Linked DNA regions of Rattus norvegicus: region 1 is linked to region 2. The links are chromatin contacts, called in public Hi-C maps. All regions are on one chromosome and are shown on one strand. The core of a region is the stretch at or near the end of the contact, and the rest is flanking DNA. Distances in the headings are between cores, read along the strand shown.

What was found. A called contact is a pair of places that touch in the nucleus more often than the background predicts.
Region 1: a contact with region 2 is called in a Hi-C map of frontal cortex, with 1.7 times the contacts expected there. The contact joins two enhancer-like sites. A contact is called at or near these places in 2 of 12 Hi-C or Micro-C datasets (frontal cortex and liver).

The regions. Positions count from the first base shown.
Region 1 is chr16:80,464,886-80,472,029 of GRCr8, reverse strand. It overlaps Csmd1 (CUB and Sushi multiple domains 1), which reads right to left. Exons shown (of 70, transcript NM_001037327.2): 52 at 5,096-5,269. Among named protein-coding and RNA genes, the nearest start is that of Myom2, 820 kb to the left of the region's middle. Within about 2 kb of position 3,164, at least 12 of the 93 cell types and tissues checked have an H3K27ac peak or open chromatin away from gene starts, as enhancers often do.
Region 2 is chr16:80,371,000-80,377,583 of GRCr8, reverse strand. All of the region lies in intron 37 of Csmd1 (CUB and Sushi multiple domains 1), which reads right to left. Among named protein-coding and RNA genes, the nearest start is that of Myom2, 920 kb to the left of the region's middle. Within about 2 kb of position 2,608, at least 10 of the 93 cell types and tissues checked have an H3K27ac peak or open chromatin away from gene starts, as enhancers often do.

The DNA.
Region 1 (7,144 bases), core at 1,915-4,414, 94 kb before region 2:
TAAATACTGACTCGTTTCTATTCAATGACCGGAAATATTCTTTGTTGTGAACATCAGTGGACACATCTAGAGTACCAGATACAAGACAGAGTACGTCTAACTAACTAACTAACTAACTAACTAACTAACTAACTAACTAACTTAACTAACTGAAGGACCATGCAAAGCAAAATATTCCTCTGGGTACTCCTCATAATAATAGGAGACTTCCCACCCATAACCTGTACCAAACATCTACCATTATATCTTCTACAATTCTGGGAATCAAGGGGCTGAGACTGAATACAGTTTGGATCCACAGAAGCGCTTGGGACAGAGCATAGGTGGGCAGCTCTCTTCTGAAATGAAACTCCACTGTGATGCTAAAGAGATCTGCCATCCTAACTTGATCTATTGTTCTCATGGCTTTTACACTTTGTCTGAAACCTAATTTTCCAGGATATGGTGTCTACTGTTACTGACCACATTTTTGACACCAACACAGACCCTCATCCCACCCCAAGCACAAGAACTTAGTTAGCTTTATTCTTCCCACCATAGCTTTCCATGGTATCTCTCCCAACCTTTCCACGGCTGTCCAAGACAAGAAAAACAACCATAACACGCTCGTTGCATCTTTCATCCCATGGCATTTCAGATATTGAAAATGATCTACTTATTATTTCCCATATTTCTGTTGGCTAAATAATGCTAAAATGTTTCCCAGACATTCTTCATAAACTAAGGTCACACAGATCCATTACCATAAGGGCACATCCATCCTCAGTGACTACTCTAGGCTCTCTACAGAACTGACATCAAGAAGCCGTGTGCTTACGCTCATTTCATGCCAACTTGCCATATGCTGGAATCACTTGGGAAAAGGGATTCTCAATTGAGATGCAGAAGATTTACCTCTAGGCAAGTCCTGAGTATATTTTCTTAGTAAGTGGTTGCTATAGGAGAGATCGGGCCACTATGGGTGGTGGTGCTATCCCTGGTCAGATGATCCCAGGATGTATAAGAAAACAGATTGTTTAATGCTCAAAGAATAAATAAGCCAGGAAGCAGTGTTCCCCTATCCATTAGCCCTGATTTCACGTTCTTGCCCTGACCCTCCTCCGTGATGGACTGTGATGAGGGACCATAAACTTCCTTAAATAGTTTGTGACCATGGAATTCTAACACGGCAATAATAACCCTAAGATGCTGGGTATGGAATACTCAGATGCACAAAGAATGGAGTGGGAGAGTGGAACATCCTGACAGTAGAACTGAGTTATGTGGAAAATATGGAAGAACAGCCGTGGGCATGGGCAATTGAGTACCGCCATTTCTCAGCGCTGTTTATTGTCTCCAGACCATGGTATATTTCCCTTATAAGATCTTGTCTTTCACTCTGTCACTGACTACATCCAGGGAAACACGCCTGCTGCCTCCAGCTCCCTGTAGAATAACTGATCCTCTCTTCCTGTCTTTGGGTACTTCCTGAGTTCTTCTCATTGCAGTGTCTTTTTTCTCAAAGCCACAGAATTGAGGGTTATTATTTTGTCTTATCAAGAGATAATCTCTCTTTGACTTGAGGCCATGTTATTATACAGATTGTTTTCTGAATTTAAAAATATGAACACTTTATTTTTGGAAAAAATATATCTTCACCAAAATGTCCAGATTGATATACCAAGAAATCAAGGCCTTCTATGTATTACAGGACTGATGCACATGTGAACTTATAGAGACTATGCACCATGCACAGTGCCTGCCTGAGTGTGTACAAGTTGGGGTCCTTGAGCTGGAAAGAGAAGTAGAAACATGCCCCCATGCCTACCCCAGAAGCTATCTCCAGTTAGTATTCACTTGCAAATGAAAACTTAGTTTTCTGGAAGGGAGTCTCACTAGGGAAACAAACCACTCTTAAACACAGACCACATGCCCAGCAGTAGATGGCCAAATAAACTCAAGGGCATTAATGGGGTCTTTTTCCCCACTATGAGTCCTTTGTGTATATATAGTGGTGTCTGGTTTTATGATTTTATGGGATTCCTGTGTATATGCACAGAGTCTAAATGTATTTCTTGTGCTTTTTCTTTGTCTCTTTTCCTTGTTTGGGTGTTTTGCCTTTCTGATGTGTTTGGTTTTGTTTTATCTTATTTTATTATAATTCTTTACATACCTGTTCCTATTCTTAGAGAGACCAAAAGGGTATAGATATGGATGGGGGGGGTGGAGAGGTACTGGGAAGTAGGGAGGGGAAACCATGACTAGAATATATTATACAAAAATACTTTAGTTAAAAAATATCTTCACCAAATGGCATGATTGATTCTGAAAGTCATTTTCCATAGTGACCACCGAGTCAGCTGCCATACTGCAGCGGTAGATCTGCAGGTCTCTCAAGGTCACTCTGCTCGGAAGAAAGCCAGAGTGCTCTCGAGAAGGCCCTAGCAAGGAAACAGATGAAACACTGATTTGAATATCAAATAACAAATCACAACACAGAAGAAAAGTAATAGATTCATGGATGAGCAAGAACATTTATGCATATGGAGAGGTCACTGGCTCTGTGGGGTTGAGGCATGCGGTGTCCTAGGAGGGGAAGAACACCCTTCCTGTCATACCCAGGCCCTCTGATACTGTCTCCTTGTCGCTCAGACTTGGCGGGAGAGTACAGCTGCCCTTTGCACCACCTTTTAGGAAGGAGTTTTTTTTTCAGTGGAGGAGCACTTGATTGAGAGCTCCTGGTCTGTAACCACACAGCCTATATTTCAAGGCTATTTTCATTACCAGTGAAACGTGACCATGGGCAAGCTCCTCATTTCTCTAAACCTTTTTCTGTTCCACGTCAGGAGTAACATGCGCTTACTTCATGTTCTGATATGAATTCAATAAAATGAAGCTGCAAACCGCCATACCTGGGTTACCATTAAAGACAGCATTCACAGATATTATCTCTCATGAGGCATCCAGTTAGCATGTGGGCTCCGGAACTCTGAAGCAATTATGGTGCCAGATATACAGTATCTGTGCCAGGTTTAAGAATGTGCCTTTATTGATCCATCTGTCTGACTATCCCACCATCTATCTACCTTGGCAATAGCTCAGCTCTGCTCCCTCCTGCTCATCCACTCACCCACATATTCCACAGGCTGCACAGCTGGCTGTGGCTTCCCCTGGGTCTACATTCTTGTTGGGTTAGATTATGTGATCTACCCACCAGCAATCTGTTACTCCAGCACAGGGATATGCTCATTACCATATTAGGCAGATTATGAATCTCAAAGTCAAGTTTCAATGGTCACTGTGAAATTATATTTCTCAGCTGAAAAATCTTTACACTAAATTTACCGCCCATTGTTTAGCCAGCGATACAGTGGCTGTGTCACATCTCAGCCCTTTCCTGGGTGTTCATCTCCATGTTAAATACTATGCTCCTCTGATTTCATTGCATTTTCCCAAGCCCATCCAACTTCTCACCACTCAAATTTTCTTCTTCATACCCTGGAGGTTTTGCTCTTCTTATGTTCAGTTTAAATTTCTCCTGGCTCAGAAGTGAGTCCAAATTTTTTCAAGATGGATTGCATCCTATCAAGACCACATTGTGACAATGTAGAGTCATGTGTCTCAACCTGTGGAATTGAAGCCTTACGTTTGGATAGAAGGATAACAGAATAAGGAGGGACTTATTTCTGACTGGTGGAGCATAAGGAACCTAAGAAAGGAAATCATTTAATTTCCCCAAGCTTCCCATGCAACCTAACCTATAGACTTACCTACCAGGCCAAAGCAGAAGTTGAGTGTTTTGGATCACTCACCCCACCCCCTTTGGTGCTAAATTCCACTGAAGTAGAAAGAGGGGACATTGTCTCTATGTTCACTGCCATCTGAAAAGGGCTTTACAATGGCCACCAATCCTTAAGAACACTCAAGAAAACACAGATAAGTTTCTGGAAGACTAAGGGTAAGACAGGTACTAGAATATAGGAGGATGCTAGAGAAAGATAAGGAGAGCATTGAAAACAGGGTAATAGAGAGGGGCTGGGTACTAGAAAGGTGGGGTGATGGAAGGAGATGGGATGCTAGAAAGGAGGAATGATGGAGGGAAGTGAAGCAGTAGAGGTGGTAGGATACTGAAGAATTAAGGTGAAAGGGGAAGAGAGATGAGAAAGGGAGATGGGATGATAGAAAGATGGGATGGTGGAGGGAGATAGTACCCTGAAGGTTGATGAAGGAAGGTAGGGTACTGGAAGGCTAGAGGGATGGAGAAAGATGGGATGACAGACATAGGTGGGGAAATGGAAGGATGAGGTAATAGAGGGAGGTAGGTACTGGGAGGATGGGGTAATGGAGGGAGATGAGATGATGACATAGTTGAGATACTAAGAGTTAGGTGATAGGATACAGGAGAGAGATGGGGTACTGGAGAGAAGTAGGGTAATAGAAGGAGTGGGGACTGAAGCAATAAGGTGATGGAGAGGGGCGATAGAAGGCTGGGCGGATGGAAGGAACGGGGCTACTGGTGATGGGTAGGTCACTGATAAAATACTAAAGATTTGTAGGACACTGAAATGGTCATAAGGACATCAGTTGGAGCAACTCTGAAATACTGGCAAATCTGAATTGCACAGTCAAAGCTTCGTCCACATTGAGGATGTCCACATCCTCTACTCTAAAATTATTAAAGAACAACATTAGGAAAACAAACCATGGTATTACAGATATATACAACTTTAAACAGCTTGGTTTGATGACCAACACCTCAGTTCCCTGATGGATTTTTTTTTTTTTTGGTTCTTTTTTTCGGAGCTGGGGACCGAACCCAGGGCCTTGCGCTTCCTAGGTAAGCGCTCTACCACTGAGCTAAATCCCCAGCCCCCCCCCCCGATGGAATTTTAAGCTGTTGAAAATGTAAAATGTGTATAACTATGCCAGATGATGTACAACATGCCCATCTTTTATTTCTTAGACTTTTAGACACTCCGAGAGTTTAGACATGGAATGGCCAGATTCAGAAAGGCTGCCAGAGACTTAAGAGCCTGAAGCCTTGTACTTCCCAGACTGTGATCCATTCTCAAGGTTTATTTGAATTGTACCACATGGGAACTTCCGAGTAGCTTACCCAGGCACCTTGTTTCAGATCCGCTCCAGAGACCATTGGCCAAGCACTCCCGGACATGGGAGCCTACAAGTGTGTAGCCAGTATTGCAGGTAAAGATGGCGGTGGCTCCATACATAGTGAGCGTCCCTATCTTGTTACCATTTGGGGGAAAGGACAGGCTTCCACAGGAGATGACTGGAAGAGAAAAACTGTGTTAGTCCAAGTCTGAGATACAGCAGAAACCCTGGGTATTGGTTTTCCTAAAAAGCATACAGCAGGGAGGTCTGTCTGCTAGGCAGAGAGGTCCAGTCTGCTGGGACTTGATGGGTCAGTATTCTCAGTTGGATTTTTCTTTCTCTATTGCTCTTAACATAAAATCTCAGATGTTCTAGCATATCCCAAAGCCACCAAGGTTCCTGAAGTGACCCATAGTTATTTCATTCTCACAGATTGATAACCATTTCTTCAAAATGGACACAGTGTGTAATACAGTAATCCACAAGACTATCTACTAAGCAAGTAGACTGTCTACTTTCCTTTCTATATTCACTCTAAGAATGATTCACTTGTGGGGACACTCACATGTACCTGCCAGGGATGTGAGAAGTGTCTTCTCAAGGGCCACCACCCAAACCCAGCATGGTGGGTTGAAATTTAGCACCTTTGACTCTACCTCCAGCACTAAGATCATTTTCTTTCCAGTTCTTTGTAGGACCTAAGGGTGTCTTTGTCATCTGAGATTCAATAGGACATAGTTTCTGTCCTATTGACTCCAAATTAGTCCATTTGTGGAGGTAAGTTAATGGTCACCCACAGTAGAAATATTAATGACACCGACATGTTTGCATCTCAGATACATAAATACTTGAGGACAAAACCCACTGGATCTTGTAATAGGAAGAAAAATTCTAAAATCTTCAAGGCTGAGGGGACAACAGAGGCTCACTAGTGTTTAAACAAGAGTGGAAGTTTGAGAAAAGCTCCCCAAGAGAAATGGTCAGATCACTACTAAGCAATGACATGTGCAGGACATGGCCATGCCAGGAAGTGGCAAAATGACAGAGCTCCCAGCCACAATAAACGGGTAAGAGATGGGAGGAGAAAACAATCATGAGAGAAGATCTTTGCTCAATCAGGTGAGCACGGCCAGCCTCCTAACAGTCTCAGATGGTACTGAGAAAGACTGAGGACTATGAAAGTCAATGCTGAAGACTATTTTAGACACTGAATTAACAAGGCAGTCAGTATCTTAGCTGTTTTTCTCATTGTTGACACGATACTCTACAGAAGCAACTACAGAAAGAGATTTATTTTAGCTTGGAGTTTCATGGTGGGAAAGTCATGGTGCTGATAAAAGCAGTGAACACTGCTCTCATGAGTGTGTCAGGAGCATGAGGCATCTTGCTTACCCATCGCTAACCAACAATAAGCAGAAAGAGACAAGAATCTTCAAGGCTTGATGCCTCTGGTGATCTACTTCCCCTAATAAAGCTATGCTTTCTAAAGGCTACACAAATTCCCAAACAGTTTCACCAGCTGGGACTAAGTACTCAAACAACAAGTCTGTATGAAATCTCACACGTAAGCCACCATCGCCTTGATCCTAGAGGGCTGGTGCATTGATGACTTGGACCCTAACCCAGTAGATCCAATGATTGACATGTGAGTGGACCATGAGAACTATGACCTCATCCTAGAATGAATCCGTTGATGGACTAAAAGTCATAATGAACTATTGTGATGTTGTAGAGACTAGAAAGAGTGAGCCTGCTTAGGGAGGGGACACTTTGCAAGACACATCTTATTCACTTTGAAAGACACACCTTACTCCTGGCACTCCTCTGTTTCAGCTTTCTGGCAACCTTGGGTGAACAACTTTATTCAGCAAGGCCACAGCACATTCCAGAAACAGGCAATAAAAAGTGTACAAGCCACTGATCGATGGGGACCCCTGCAATTATGACCCAGTTGTCCCTTTTCAACATTGCTTTTCTTGTCCAGGTAACATGACTCTTGTCCATAATGCCACCTGCCATTTTGAAGGCTGAGGCTAGGGGACTGCCATAAAGT
Region 2 (6,584 bases), core at 1,359-3,858:
ATAAGCAAAAATGTTCCCTATTGACAGTGTTTCAAAATAGAGACTTTTAGTTCTATGAGGTAGTAACCAATGTGCACTCAGTAAGACCCAAACTGGAGCACTTAATTTCGATGTTTTCTCCTGACTGGTGATACAGGGTAAGACAATTTGTTGTAAAGCTGCACAGATTCTAGTTGCTACGGATCAGGAGTGCGGGCAGCTGGTACAAGTGGTATCTTGTGCATTTTAGACTGATGATATTTTCAGCTGACAAATGCTTATAAGCTGTAGCACTTTTGTAAAGAATACAACATTTATAATTAAAAAACAGTTCTTCTGTATAATACAAGTAGATATGAATTCAGATTTATGAATTCATTATAGGTTTCTCTGAGGCAGGTTCAATTGCTCTGTATACAAGGCTGGCCTAAAATCTCAACTCTTCCATTTCAGCCCCTCAAATGCTGGGATGTCAGGTACATATCACCACACCTATTGAAAATTTCTTCTCATTGAGTCTATGTCAGTTTTGTGTATCTTAAAACATAAGTTTTGTTGATAACCAGTGATATCTCTTAGTTAGGATTTCTATTGCTATGAAGAAACATCTTGACCATGGCAATTCTCATAAAGAAAAACACTTCATTGGGGCTGGCTTATATGTTTAGAAGTTTAGTCCATTTTCATCATGGTGAAAAGCATAGCACATGCAGGTAGACATGATGTGCAGAAGAACCCCAGAGCTCTACACTTGAACCCACAGGCAGCAGCAGGAGAAAGAGAGAGAGAGAGAGAGAGAGAGAGAGAGAGAGAGAGAGAGAGAGAGAGAGAGAGAGAAGAGGAGAGGAGAGGAGAGGAGAGGAGAGGAGAGGAGAGGAGAGGAGAGGAGAGGAGAGGAGAAGAGAGGAGAGGAGAGAGGAGAGAGGACCTGGCCTATATTCCTGAAACCTCAAAGTCTACCCTAAGTGGCACACTCTCTAGTTAGGCCATATATACTCCAACAAGGCTACAACCCCTAATCCTTTTAAATGATACTACTATGAGCCTATGTGGGACATTTCATTTAAACTACTACCATCTCATTAAATAAAAATTGCATAAAGTTTGTGACCATGTGCTGGTAAATGAACCTAAAGAGAAGACTAAACTTGACTTAGGAGAGTCTGAGGAAGAAAAGGATGAGTAATATGACCATATAGGCAGATGTATCACCCTGTATACCAAGATTCTTATAAGACACTCTTTAAAAGGCCAAATATCTAGAACAAAAGTATTTATAAACTAAATTATTAAAATAATGTGTTAAGAGAAACTATTGTTTTATTGATTGTCTAGAGTACCATGTAGGTCCAAGAGCCTATGTGTTTTCAGTATTGACACAAGTAACAAATACCTTTTTTATTTCTTACATTTTTTGATCTCAGGCTTCTATAAAGCCTAGGGATTATGTTTCTAGTATCCATGAACGAAGTTGAGTAATTTATCTCTCATGAAGTGTCACGGAGTATAGCAGCATTTTATTGACGAAGAGGACTGAGGCGCAGATCACCATCACTGACCCACCTTTTCTCGCCTTACTCAGCCCTGGGTTTCCAAGGTTTTCTTGCTTTCATGACCCATGTGAGTTCTGCACAAGACTTAGGAAGCACTCACTGGCCCAATAACCTAGTCTGTGGAACCATGGTTAGTGATGTATCCAGGTAAGGTTTTTCTATAACCAAAGCCAAGTGGCACCAATCATGAGTCACCGAGCTCTGCAGCACAGTCCTACGTTTATGTTGAAGTTACAGTTGATGCCACATCAACTTCCTCAATTTCACATCAAGAACCTAGGGAGGCAAACTTTTTCTCTTCCTTCTCCTTCCCTTGTTCCTCTTCTTCTTCTCCCTCCTCCTTTTCTTTTTCCTTTTCTTTTTCTTGCTTTCTTATTGTTATGGGATGAATATCTATCTGTCCATTGAAAGTTCACAAGTTGACATTTTATTAACACCTAATGTGATGTTAAATTGGTCCCTTTAGAGAGGGACTAGAGTTGACACGGATTCTTTCAATGAGGTCAGTGCTATTGTAGGAAGGACGTTTGCTATAAGAACCCTTCACAGGACCTGCAAACCCAACATATATGTCTTCAACAGAAGACTTTATCAATCTTGACCTTGGGCTTCCAGTCCCAGGATCGTGAGAGATGAGCTTATGTGAGAAGTGAGCCTGTGATGATGTATCACAGTGACCAAAACTGGGATAAACGATTAGCACATATCTGTTAGAAATACACCACATAGGACAAAGTAGACCACAACTGTTATTTAATAGTGGATAAATAGGTGAAAAACTTGGCCTAAAATATCACAGTCACTAGCTAAAAATCACTTTTCCTGCTAAATAATGAACTCCTGTGTTTTAAGATTAAAGGGGCAGATGCCGTAAAAATTGAATGTTTTTCAGAGACAAACAGTTCTTTACCAAATAAGCCAAAATTAACAACTTTGCAGTCTCCAAAGACATACATCTGAACATGCTCCCATTTTGTAGGAGAAAGTGAAGCATCCTACTTTCCTACTTTCCACTGGGCCACTAGGTGGGCGTGCTGGTTAAATTTGTCACACTTATGCATGAAAGGGGAAGATGGCTAAAAATACAGCCTTGCCAGCTGTCTTTGCCATGGAGTTAGATCCATCACGAATTCCGGAATCGCTCCACTTAAGCTTACTAGAGCGACAGCTGGTTCAGAACAGTCAAACCATTAGACTCAGCTAGGGTTGTTAAATGTCAAACAGTACACTTGAACTTTTCCTCAATTATACAAAAATAAATCTACCCGTGTGGGTGCTTACTGCCGTGTCAGGGATTCTGAATAAGAGGACCAGAGTTTGTCTGAAGCCTCAGCCATGACAGATTTCTATTGGAGTATTCTCAGGGTATGATATATTAATAGGGGAAAATCTCAAATAAAATATACATGGATTTACTGTAAACTGAATGAAACTCCATGTTCATGATTCTTCTCACTCTACTTAAATCAAAATAAGCAGCTCTAAGATATTTGGATTTAATTAAAATCCTTAATACTCATACAGACCAACTGGCCAGGCAGGTATATTAAGTGAAGTTACATAATTCATTAAAAGTAGCTGGCATTCTAATATACTTATGCTGCTCTAATGTCTTCCAATGTCTGACATATCTGTTGTTTCTATTTGTTAGCACTTTGTCAATTTATTGCATTAGTTACTTTTATACAGCTGTGACAAAATACCATGACCAAGGCAACTCATAGAAGGAAAGGTTTGTTCAGCCTTAAGGATTCAGAGGGATGCAAGTCCATTACCATCACATGGGGAAGTCAAACATAGCCGCAGCCAGCCATAATGGCAGCAGCAGCAACTGCAGCAGCTGACAACTTACATTTCCAAAGGCAAACAGGGAAAACACCAAGCAGAGACAACAAACTGGAAACAGCAAGAGTCTTTTGAAAGGTCAAAGCCCTCCCCAATGGACTTACCTCCTTTAGTAAGGATACACCTCCTAAGCCTTCCCCAAAGCCACCCACTAAAGTCCAAGTATTCAAATGCTCAGACTATGGGGGACATCTCATTCAAACCACCACACAAAGTCATCAGCATCTTTATAGATGAATCCAATGTGCTTGCTGATCTCCAGCTCCCCGTGAAAGCTTCCCTGTTTCCGATACAACTTAGCACACTTGCCCTAAAGAAGACTTTCTGACCCGCCATTAACTTTGAGGTATTATATACTCAAATTAGGGTACTGTGTACTTGAAATGCATATTTGATCACTGGCAATATGTGCTATTGATTGTCCTTAAGATCTGAGGAAATATGATGCTAGATGTGTCTTCTTAGAATGTAAGTATCTATATTGTTAAGAGCTTCTAGAGTAGAAAAACATTCATATCAGAACAATACATTGAATAATGTGGCATATTAGATTCCAATATTATTTAATTTCCCATGAGCATATTTAGGACATTTTCAATTCTTACCACAATTTTAAAACAAATAATTTGACTGTGCTTGTTTGCTACTTAACTAATTAATATCATGTTAGCAGAGTAATAAAAAGTAATAAAAGCATTGGATTTTAAATATGTATCCCTGGTTGGCCTCAAATTCACTGTGTAGCCAAAGAAGAGCTGAAGTTCCTGGGTCCCTCTTATCTCTCACTCTGAACGCTGTGATCACAAGTGACCATCACAGCCTGCATATTTACATTTTTAAAACAATAAGTTAGATCTGTAAATAATCAAAATAGGAATCCCAGACCTCTGCTCCCTTTAAAGACACCACAAGAACAGACGTGCCCAGAGGCCCATGGTCCAAGTGTTTATAGATCCCATCTAGTTGACAACCAAGATTAAGCACCACACTTGGATACCCCCAAGAATTGGTAAACCTTTGGTAAATAAGTTTTCAGCTACCCTATGTTTCCTGTGCTCGAATCAAGACTTGGAGTAGTTCCTACATTTGTAAAACCCAAAACACATTTGCATGTTAAAATAATTAAGTGACATTGCATTGAAAATGGAATATCAGGAACAAAATCTTATCAAAGTATGTCCTTTAATGTCTTTTGAATCATGTAACACACGCACATGCGCACACACATGCACACACACATGCGCACACACATGCACACACACACACAGTTTCAGAAGTCTGTGATTATTTGGTAGACCTCACAATCTCAGAAGCTCCTATGAAATTTTCAAGGATGAGAGAAAGAAGCTCGAATTTACATCACTTAGAAGATGTCAAGTTCCTCAATGCAGTTAGGATATAATGGGGGAGGTGTAATGGTTGGCTAATATTCACCAAAGCATTTCTGGTAGAGATAGAGGGAACCTAAAGCAGGTTGAGAGAATATTTTTGAAAAAATTTACAGAAAACCTTTTGCATCAGTGAATGATTAAATAGAGATCAATATCTGAGAAGTTAGGTGGGCAGTTTATCTTACTGGTGATATGATGTTTATTGACAGCACCTCTCAGGAGGGGTGCAGAACTCATTACAGGAGACAGAGAGAACTGTCTAATGTACTGGTGTACAATGAAGGTCTTGCCCAAGTTCAGCCCACCAATGATGTCTGGGAGCTTATGAGTATTACTAATATAAGATCATCATTGAAGTACATTTGTAATTTACACACACACACACACATGCGTGCACACACACAAACATATGTATATAATGATTACTTTAATCAGGGAGTTAATCTATACTGTCAATTTGTCAATATTCAGTTACGGTATTATACTGCTAAAGGGCTTATTCATTTTTACTTCAAAAGAGTTAAGGTCTTTGCAGAATTTTAATGCTTCCCTTAAAACTCCTAAGCATAGTTAAAAGAAAAAAAAATTCAGCAATTTTAAAATACCTTAATCGCAAACACCTCTTAACCAAGAACAGTTTAGAAACCCCATCCATTTGACCTGTAGGAATTTGAAAAAGAAAATAGCCCTTTCTATTTTTAACATCCAATATCTGAAGTATAAATCCAAAACTTTCTTGAACCCATTGCGACACTGAGGTACCTAGGTGACCTCAATTCTAACGGACATGCCCTCCAATGGAGCGGGAGGCACAGATGCTGTCTGTTGTAGAGTCCTGGAGAGGTAGGACCTGAGCAAACAGGGTGACTTTACCTAAGCAAATACTCAAGGCTGGGCCCAAGTCTCCTTTGACTCAGACCCAGACAGAAGGTTTGTGCTTCCTAAGCTTCCCACCAGAGGCTCTCTATGCACCAATTTGCAGAAGAGCAAGGAAGAAATACCTTCTGGGTCCCTGGATCTCCACTTTTAGAAACTCAAGTGCTCAGAATTGGCTATATGCCCGTTTCCTACATTACACACACACACAGAGATGCTCTGGGTCACGGATGTTACCATGCTGTCTTGGAATGGCATGTGCCATGCCTTCAGACGCTAGTGGTTTGGGTCATTTATTATGCAGCGTTCGTTTGGACTGAGGCCTAACCTTCATTCTCACTAGGACTAGGGAGTTCTCTCTGGATGCAACAGAGCCATTGGTTTAGGTCTCAGTATCAACAGGCTTCTTGGTCTTCCTCACCTTAGTCTTGGGCTGGTGTTTGGAATGAGTTCTATTAAGGTGGGGATATCTGTGCAGTGGCAGTTTGGGCTCCTGGGACCAGGGTCTCAGTAAAGAGTATTCCTGGTGAAATGCTAGCTGTGCTCCTGGACACCATTGTGGTTTTCTGATTTGTGGTTTCCACTTTTAAAAAAATCACAGCAGTGACTGAGGACAGACAGACGCTGAAGTAGATTCTGCATGACGTATGCTCCAAGAGTTGCTTCCTCCTTGTAATTTCGTGGGTACACATTTCACTAAGAGCATGAATTTAGAGACTTTGACAGAGATTTGGAAATATATATTTTATAGTGCATGCCTAAATATCTCAATGTATTAAAATATTAGGGTTAGTTGGCAACTTAAGTCCGCAGTGTTTAGAGGGGTAAGGCTAATTCTACAAATCCTTTGCAATACCTATATTCAAACAAGAGTGAAAAATCAGAGCAAGTGGCTGAATTTCTTTTAACGCACAAGTGATGGAGGCTAGAAGAACAGAAC